Linked DNA regions of Sus scrofa: region 1 is linked to region 2. Evidence: chromatin contacts called from public targeted proximity ligation data. All regions are on one chromosome and are shown on one strand. The core of a region is the stretch at or near the end of the contact, and the rest is flanking DNA. Distances in the headings are between cores, read along the strand shown.

What was found.
Region 1: a contact with region 2 is called in a targeted proximity ligation map of alveolar macrophages. A contact is called at or near these places in 7 of 47 Hi-C or Micro-C datasets (embryonic fibroblasts, fetal skeletal muscle, liver and 2 more) and 2 of 2 datasets of targeted methods (alveolar macrophages and skeletal muscle).

The regions. Positions count from the first base shown.
Region 1 is chr4:80,142,036-80,145,574 of Sscrofa11.1, reverse strand. The region is part of intron 5 of SPIDR (DNA repair-scaffolding protein); the gene reads left to right. Among named protein-coding and RNA genes, the nearest start is that of SPIDR, 47 kb to the left of the region's middle.
Region 2 is chr4:79,959,719-79,963,206 of Sscrofa11.1, reverse strand. The region is part of intron 10 of SPIDR (DNA repair-scaffolding protein); the gene reads left to right. Among named protein-coding and RNA genes, the nearest start is that of CEBPD, 89 kb to the right of the region's middle.

The DNA of each region.
Region 1 (3,539 bases), core at 280-2,779, 180 kb before region 2:
AGGTTAACATTAGGGAAAGCTGAGGGAAGACCCCTTAGAAACTACATATTATTTTTGTAGCTCTTCTATATGTCTAAAATTGTATCAAAATGGAAAGTTAAAAAAATACTCCTGACATTTACAACTCTTCTTTTAATTGAAGTTGCCATTATCTTTATATTCATGTATGTTTTGTAAGCACTGCCTTCATAGATAGGTATATAGTCATAGACACACATACCCTCAAAGGTCATCTCTGTCATTTTGTGTAGGTGGGATAGTTTCTCAAGGATTATCAGGTGATCTTTACATAGAATTTTCATAATTTTTATGCCAAGGTGTAAATTGTTGAAGTGCTTTATGTAATACTGTGGAACACCATAAGAAAGTATATATCCTTCTAGAAAATGATGTATAATATAAATGATATTTTACATAACATTAATAAAATGAACAGACTTTTTATTTGTTGGTTAAGTGTCTTAGAAATACACAATAGAGATGACTTTAATTATAGCAAAATTGTAAGCCTAGACCTATTTGTAGACTCAGTTTTGGTCCATATATCCTTAGTTATCAGTTGGTGTTAAGAACGACATCACTTTACTTACCTCTTACTCGTTCTAACTAGATTAGTTTTAACATTCATGTGAGCAAATCGTAATTGAATGAAAAAAGCTTTTATTTGAAGGTAAACCATATATATTTAAATTCTTTTCCTTTGACCTCCTTGTTAATATTACTTAAAACTTATCTTAAACATAACTTGAAATAATTATGAACAGATGACTATACTTTTGAAGGGGTAAGTTTTAAAGTATAATTTTAAAAGAATCCTTAACATTTTACTGTGTTGAGAACAATCCTTTGACTATGTGGTTCGGTCTTTTTCTGGAGTCTAGGCACAACAGTGTCAGTATCAGAGTTAGAGGCTTTATATGCCTGTTTGCTTTGACCTAGACATTGAATATGTGCTGATATGAGAAATCTGAAAAAGAATTAAGGCTAAGTAAAGAATTAAGACTAAAACTTAAAGGGTTTAAGGGTGAGTAAACAAACATCTGTCGTTTCGTTGTCAATTTCTGCCGGTGTAGACTGCAGAATATTTGTTGTTTGAATCTTGTTCACTCTGAGCACTCTAGGACTTGTGTGGGTTTCCCCCAGAGTAGGAAGGATTGTAAATGCAGTAGTTCATGAGGATGAGCTACCCTAGTGTTATACCAAGGATGGCATTTCTGGAGTGGGAGAAGAGGATGGCAAAAACTAAGAGAAAAGACTAGTGTCTTTTTTTTCTCGAAGAAAGTAAATAGACTCTGCTAAATTGTGTTTTCCTTGCCTTCTCATTTGCATCTTAGCTTTGTGGATAAGTTAACGTAACCTGTATGAGAATGACATAACTTTACTACCTCTTGCCTGTTCTAACTGCATTGCGTGAGAGGACTAATCTATGGCCCACATTTTTCTCCAGGGCTCTCTGCGGAAGTGAGTCAATACATTGTTTCTGGCTTTACTTGCTGTCCCTCCCTACCATGCCAGTGCAGGGCACATTGGAATTTTCCAGGTATATCCTTAGAGGAGGAGGTACAGGGGAGGGCCAGAGCAGGGAATCACAGTGCTGGGGACCGGGGAAGGGGGATTTTCTTGATTGTTCCAGGAAGTATTGAAAGTGAACCAGATGGAGTAGGAGTAAAAAAATTACCTGATTTAAAAATATACCAAACAGTGAAAAGTCCTTATATAAAGTATCTTTTATCATCATATTTAAAAAACTTATTTAAAATGAAAGCTGAGATTCTTTTTAGCATGAATTTCAACACCTTTTCTTGTGCTTGTGCCAAGAACACAGTGTTCTGTTAAGTCATTCAGTGACGAAGATTTCTGGCTTGCTGCCACCCAGGGTCAAGTTCATTCAGATGAGTTTCAGTGTAGGTTCTGAACTGAGTGAGAAACACTCCTCTTGTCTTGTCATGTTAGGTGGGTCTGGAGAATTAATTGTTTTAAATAAGATTATTAATACTTTTGTCTTTCAAGAATATAGTTTTTATGGCTTCATATACAAACATTGCTTTTGATGTCACCTTGCCTGCTTGTTGACTCTCCACGCCTGAATTGGTAAAATTTCACTGCTCTCTGAACCATGCCAGAGGAGAATCTAGTAGGCACTACATGCACTCTGGTGTTATGTGCTGTATTGCTTTATACCACTGAAGAAAACACACAGTAGTCAGAAAGTGCTTCTCTCAGTCACATATGCAAATTAAAGCTAGAAAAGATCAATTAGAAGTAAGAAAAAGACTGTCAAGATATATCCATCTTTAAGGCTTTTATTCATCCTTTCATGCGTTGGAATGAATGGTTCTTTCTTAGGGTCTTGGTTTTTTCCTCACTTACCATCTTTGTTTTCCAGTTACAGAAATGTATTGCCTCTGTTGTATTAAAAATGCAGTAAGTAAAAAAAAAAAAAAAATGCAGTAAGTATGCATAAAGCTAAAGGTTGGATCAGTTTTGCCTGAAAATTATACATGTGTAAATAAATTTTTCTAAAAATACTAAATTTGCATATATGTAAATGAGCAACCATATCTTATAGCTCACTAGTTATAAGGTAAGATATGTTTTTCCCTATTCATTGCAGAAGATAACATTTTTCCCTATTCATTGCAGTGTTTAAGCTGATTAAGTTTGTGTTGATACTGATAAAAGTTTTAAAGAAGGCTTGTATTGGTGTCTGTATTAATATGTGATTTTTTTTGGCTAAAGTCCAGTAATATTTCTTTTTTTGTGATCAATCACTGTCTTATTCATTAATGCCTTTCTGGAATTTGATGCCTTGTCCTCAGCTGCTCACCAAGTACTAACAGCCTGGTCAGTTAATGGGTAACGGTCATGTTACAGGTCAGACTTGTGATGATGGGTATTTAGGTCTGGGAATCTATTTCATATCATAAAAAATAATCAAATGAAGCAAATAAGTCACAAAAGTGCTTTTATAGACTTAATATTAAGGATTTAAAACCAAACATGTTATCAAAAGCTATAATATAAACATTTCTTTGGGGTATTTTTCTGCATGGGTTATTTTGGCTGGGCTTTCAATAAAGCTTGAACAGAAGAAATTTTTTTCCCATCAAATCTTGGCAAAAATACTAATTTATCACTTTACCAAGGACCTTTGAATGATATTAAGGTTTTTTTTTTTTTTTTTTTTTTTGAGGTTCCCAGGCTAGGATTCTCATCGGAGCTACAGCTGCCGGCCTACGCCACAGCAACGCTGGATCCAAGCCACATCTGTGACCTATACCACAGCTCACGGCAATGCCAGATCCTTAACCCACTGAGCAAGGCCAGGGATGGAACCCGCAACCTCATGGTTTCTAGTCGGATTCATTTCTGCTGTGCCTGGATGGGAACTCCAATATTAAGTATTTTTAAAGTAGATTGGATATATGTAAATTTCTCAGAATGCCTTATATTGTTAAATGTTGAAAGGAATATACTGCTTACTTCCCCTTCTGCTCAAGAGGCATGCTGTAGTGTTAGTTGAAAGTTAAGGTTTGGGA
Region 2 (3,488 bases), core at 982-3,481:
GCCCTTGTTTTTTTGTTCCTTTTTTGTCCTCTACTCTTTTTCTGCCTTTTGTGGTTTAATTGAACATTTTCTATGATTCCATTTTCTCTCCTTTTTTAAAATTAAAGTATAGTCAGGGAGTTCCCATCGTGGCTCAGCAGAAACGAATCTAACTAGTATCCATGCGGTCACACCTTCAATCCCTGGCCTTGCTCAGTGGGTTAAGAATCTGGCATTGCTGTGAGCTGTGGTGTATGTCACAGACACACTCGGATCTGATGTTGCTGTGGCTGTAGTGTAGGCTGGCAGCTACACCTCCAATTTGACCCCTAGCCTGGAAACTTCCAGATAGTTGATTGACAGTGTTGTTGTACCAATATCTTCTGTACAGCCAGGTGACTCATGCATGTATATACATTCCCTTTCTTATATTATTTTCCATCATGGTCTGTCTCAAGATTCTCTCCTTTCTTAGCATATCAGTTGTACTTACATTTTTACTTTTTTAAGTGGTTGCCTTAGAGTTTGCAATATACACTTACAGGAAATCCAAGTCCACTTTTAAATAACATGGATCACTTCAGCATGTGAGCACCTTTTAAGAACAAGACAGTCCTGATCCCTCCCTCCCATTATTTGTATTGTGACTGTCATTCATCTCACACATAAACACACATAATCAAATACGTTGTTGCTACTCTTATTATGAACAAGCTATTATGTACTAAGTCAATTAAGAATTAAAGTAAAAGTCTTTATTTTTATTTTCAGTTATTCCTTTCTCAGTGTTCTTCCTTTCTTTGTGTAGGTCCGAGTTTCTGACCTATATCATTCTCCTTCTCTCTAAAGAACTTCTTTTACCACTTCTTCCAAGGCAGGTTTACTGGCAACAAGTTGCCCCAATATTTGTTTGAGAAAGTGTTTATTCACAGAGTACAGAATTCTAGGTGTTTTTTTTTTTTTTTTCCTCTCTCAAAACTAAATATTTCACTCCGCTCTTCTTGTTTGCATGATTTCTTAGAAGTCAGATGTAGTTCCTGTCTTTGTTCCTCTATAGTTGAGGGTGTTTCCACCACTCCCCTGCCCCCACCCCAGCTTCTTTCAGGGTTTTTTCTTTATTGTTCATCTTCTACGTTTGAAACTGACATGGATGGGTGTAGGTTTTTTGGCATTTATTCCTTCTTGGTGTTCTCTGAACTTCCTGGATCTGTGGTTTGGTGTCTGACATTAATTTGAGTGAATATGGAGATGAAAGTGATGACAGGAGGCCCTGGTGGGCTATCACACAGGCAGATGGAAGTGTGGGCCTGGCATGTGAGTCAGCATCTGCTCTGCAGATTCATGTCTCAGGCACCAAGTGTCAGCCCTGCATGTCCAAGGCAAAACCCTTTTATCCAGCAGAGTAGTGCATTCAGGCTATTCAAGAATGTGAAGACAGGCTGGGGCAACTCCCTAAACTTTCAGTTGACGTTGCAGTAACATCATATGTGAAAAGACTGATTTAGGTCAAAACTTGTGGTACTGTGAAATAATCCAGGCACTATGTTTTATTCTTGGCCATGTTCATTTAGCCACATCTAGCAAAGATGGAGTAGAAGAACAGTGGTGGATGCTGTGCCCCCAGGCATGTGGTCTGAACTAGGCTAAGGACCCTCTGAGCCCCACAAGAGCATATGTGAGATGAAGAATGGAAAAAATCACCACAGTCCCATCTAGCACTAAAAGTCTGGAATATTTTAGCTGAGTAAAGAATTTAAATGGTGATCATTTCTTTATCAGATGATCGCTTCCTCTGAGAATGCAAGTCAGTGAGAAATTACCTTAAGAATTTAGCGTATCTGATAAGGCATTAATTTACCTCAGATTTAATGATACACTTTCATAACAAAAGCCTAAGTACTTAAAGTGTGTATGTGTGTGTAAGAAATTGCTCAAAGTACTCTAGCTCTGCTTTCAAAAATTTCTCTGCACCCCCCCTCCCCATTTGTGAGAGAGTGCAATCCAAGACCACTGGGAAAAGTGGCCCCGCGCATTGATAGATCATGTGGTTCCTCCACCACCACCACCCCTCGCCTGCTCCTCCCGGACATACACTGGCCCTGCACACACTGTTCAGTAAACAACAGAGAGCCAAGCCTAGCCAGTTCATTCACAGAGTATTTGGAAAGGCTTGTCTATGCAGTCTTGACGGGCTGGCTGAAGTGGAGTGAGAGGGAGCCTTCATGTTTTCATTAGTTCTTTTTATAGCATCGAACCAGCTGTAGCTGGTTAGCGCTGGCCTGGGCTACCATTAGTGTGCAGGTCTCTTACGCAGGATAAAGGGCTTCTGATGGAAACAGATTTTGTTACTCATACCACCGACTGTGTTTATATGAACTCACCCAGTCTGTCATGAGATGTGATTTAGAATAGCTCTGTTAAAACACAGGAACTCCCTGGGTGCTCTTCCTATCATCCTTGAAAACAAAAAATATGTATAGCTTTCTCTGTTAAAGTAGCTGTCCTTCACAGATCATGCTTCCTTGCATGCTGCTTTTGAAAAGAGCTAGGATGTTTTCCCATCGGTGTCATAAAAATTGGATGGAAAAGTTGTTTTTTCTCTAGCCACAGCAAGGAATTATCATCTTATGGGGGGAGAATAACTTTCCCAACCATTCTGGATATGTTAAACAGAACTGTTTGTATTGCTCTAGCTCTTCATGGGATAAACTCTGACTGAAGGCAAAATTTAACTTTTTGGAGATCATTAATAGCTAGATGGAAATAGCTAAATGGAAAATGAAAAACATTTTGAATGGAGAGTGTTCATTGGATTCTTGTGTGGCTTGTTTTGGGGATTAAAGGATAAACCAATTTAGCCAATATTCCAAAGTAGCCAAGAATCCGTGGGCCTTAGCTACTTCCTGGATCAGTCTCACCAGAAATTAGAAAATATATTCTCCTTTTAAACCTAATTTATTTGCAGAAGTGAACTTAGGCGTTTGAAGTGATGAAGTCATGCAGACACGGGTTGGGATTCCCAGCAGCTGTGCGACGAGACACAGCCACCTCTCCCAAGATCCAGAGCTGCCCTGGGTTCCTCCTGACGCTTTCTTTTCCCCCAGAATAGGGGCCAACAGTCTCAGAGATTTAGGGATTACATTTGTTAGGATGGAGACAGGGGCTGGACTGTCGTCCACTGCACGGGGTTGTTTTGGGGATTAAACGAGGAGGCAAGGTGAGGTGCCTAGCTCACAGTGGGGCTTCATTTTGTTCTCATCGTACAGAACAGGGTTGGCAAGCATTGACTTGTAGGCCATGCCCATTACTGGCCTCAGCCTTTGTGTCATGAGAGCAGCGCTGGACAGGAGTGTGTGAGGAGATGCGCTGGTCCCAATAAAACTTTATTTATAAAGACAGGTGGCAGGAAGAATTTGGCTCACAGGCCATAGTTTGCCACCCCATGAAGAATACAAAGAGGTAAATCTCTTTAGTCTTGAATTTCCTTTAAATAATAAAAGAGAGGAGTT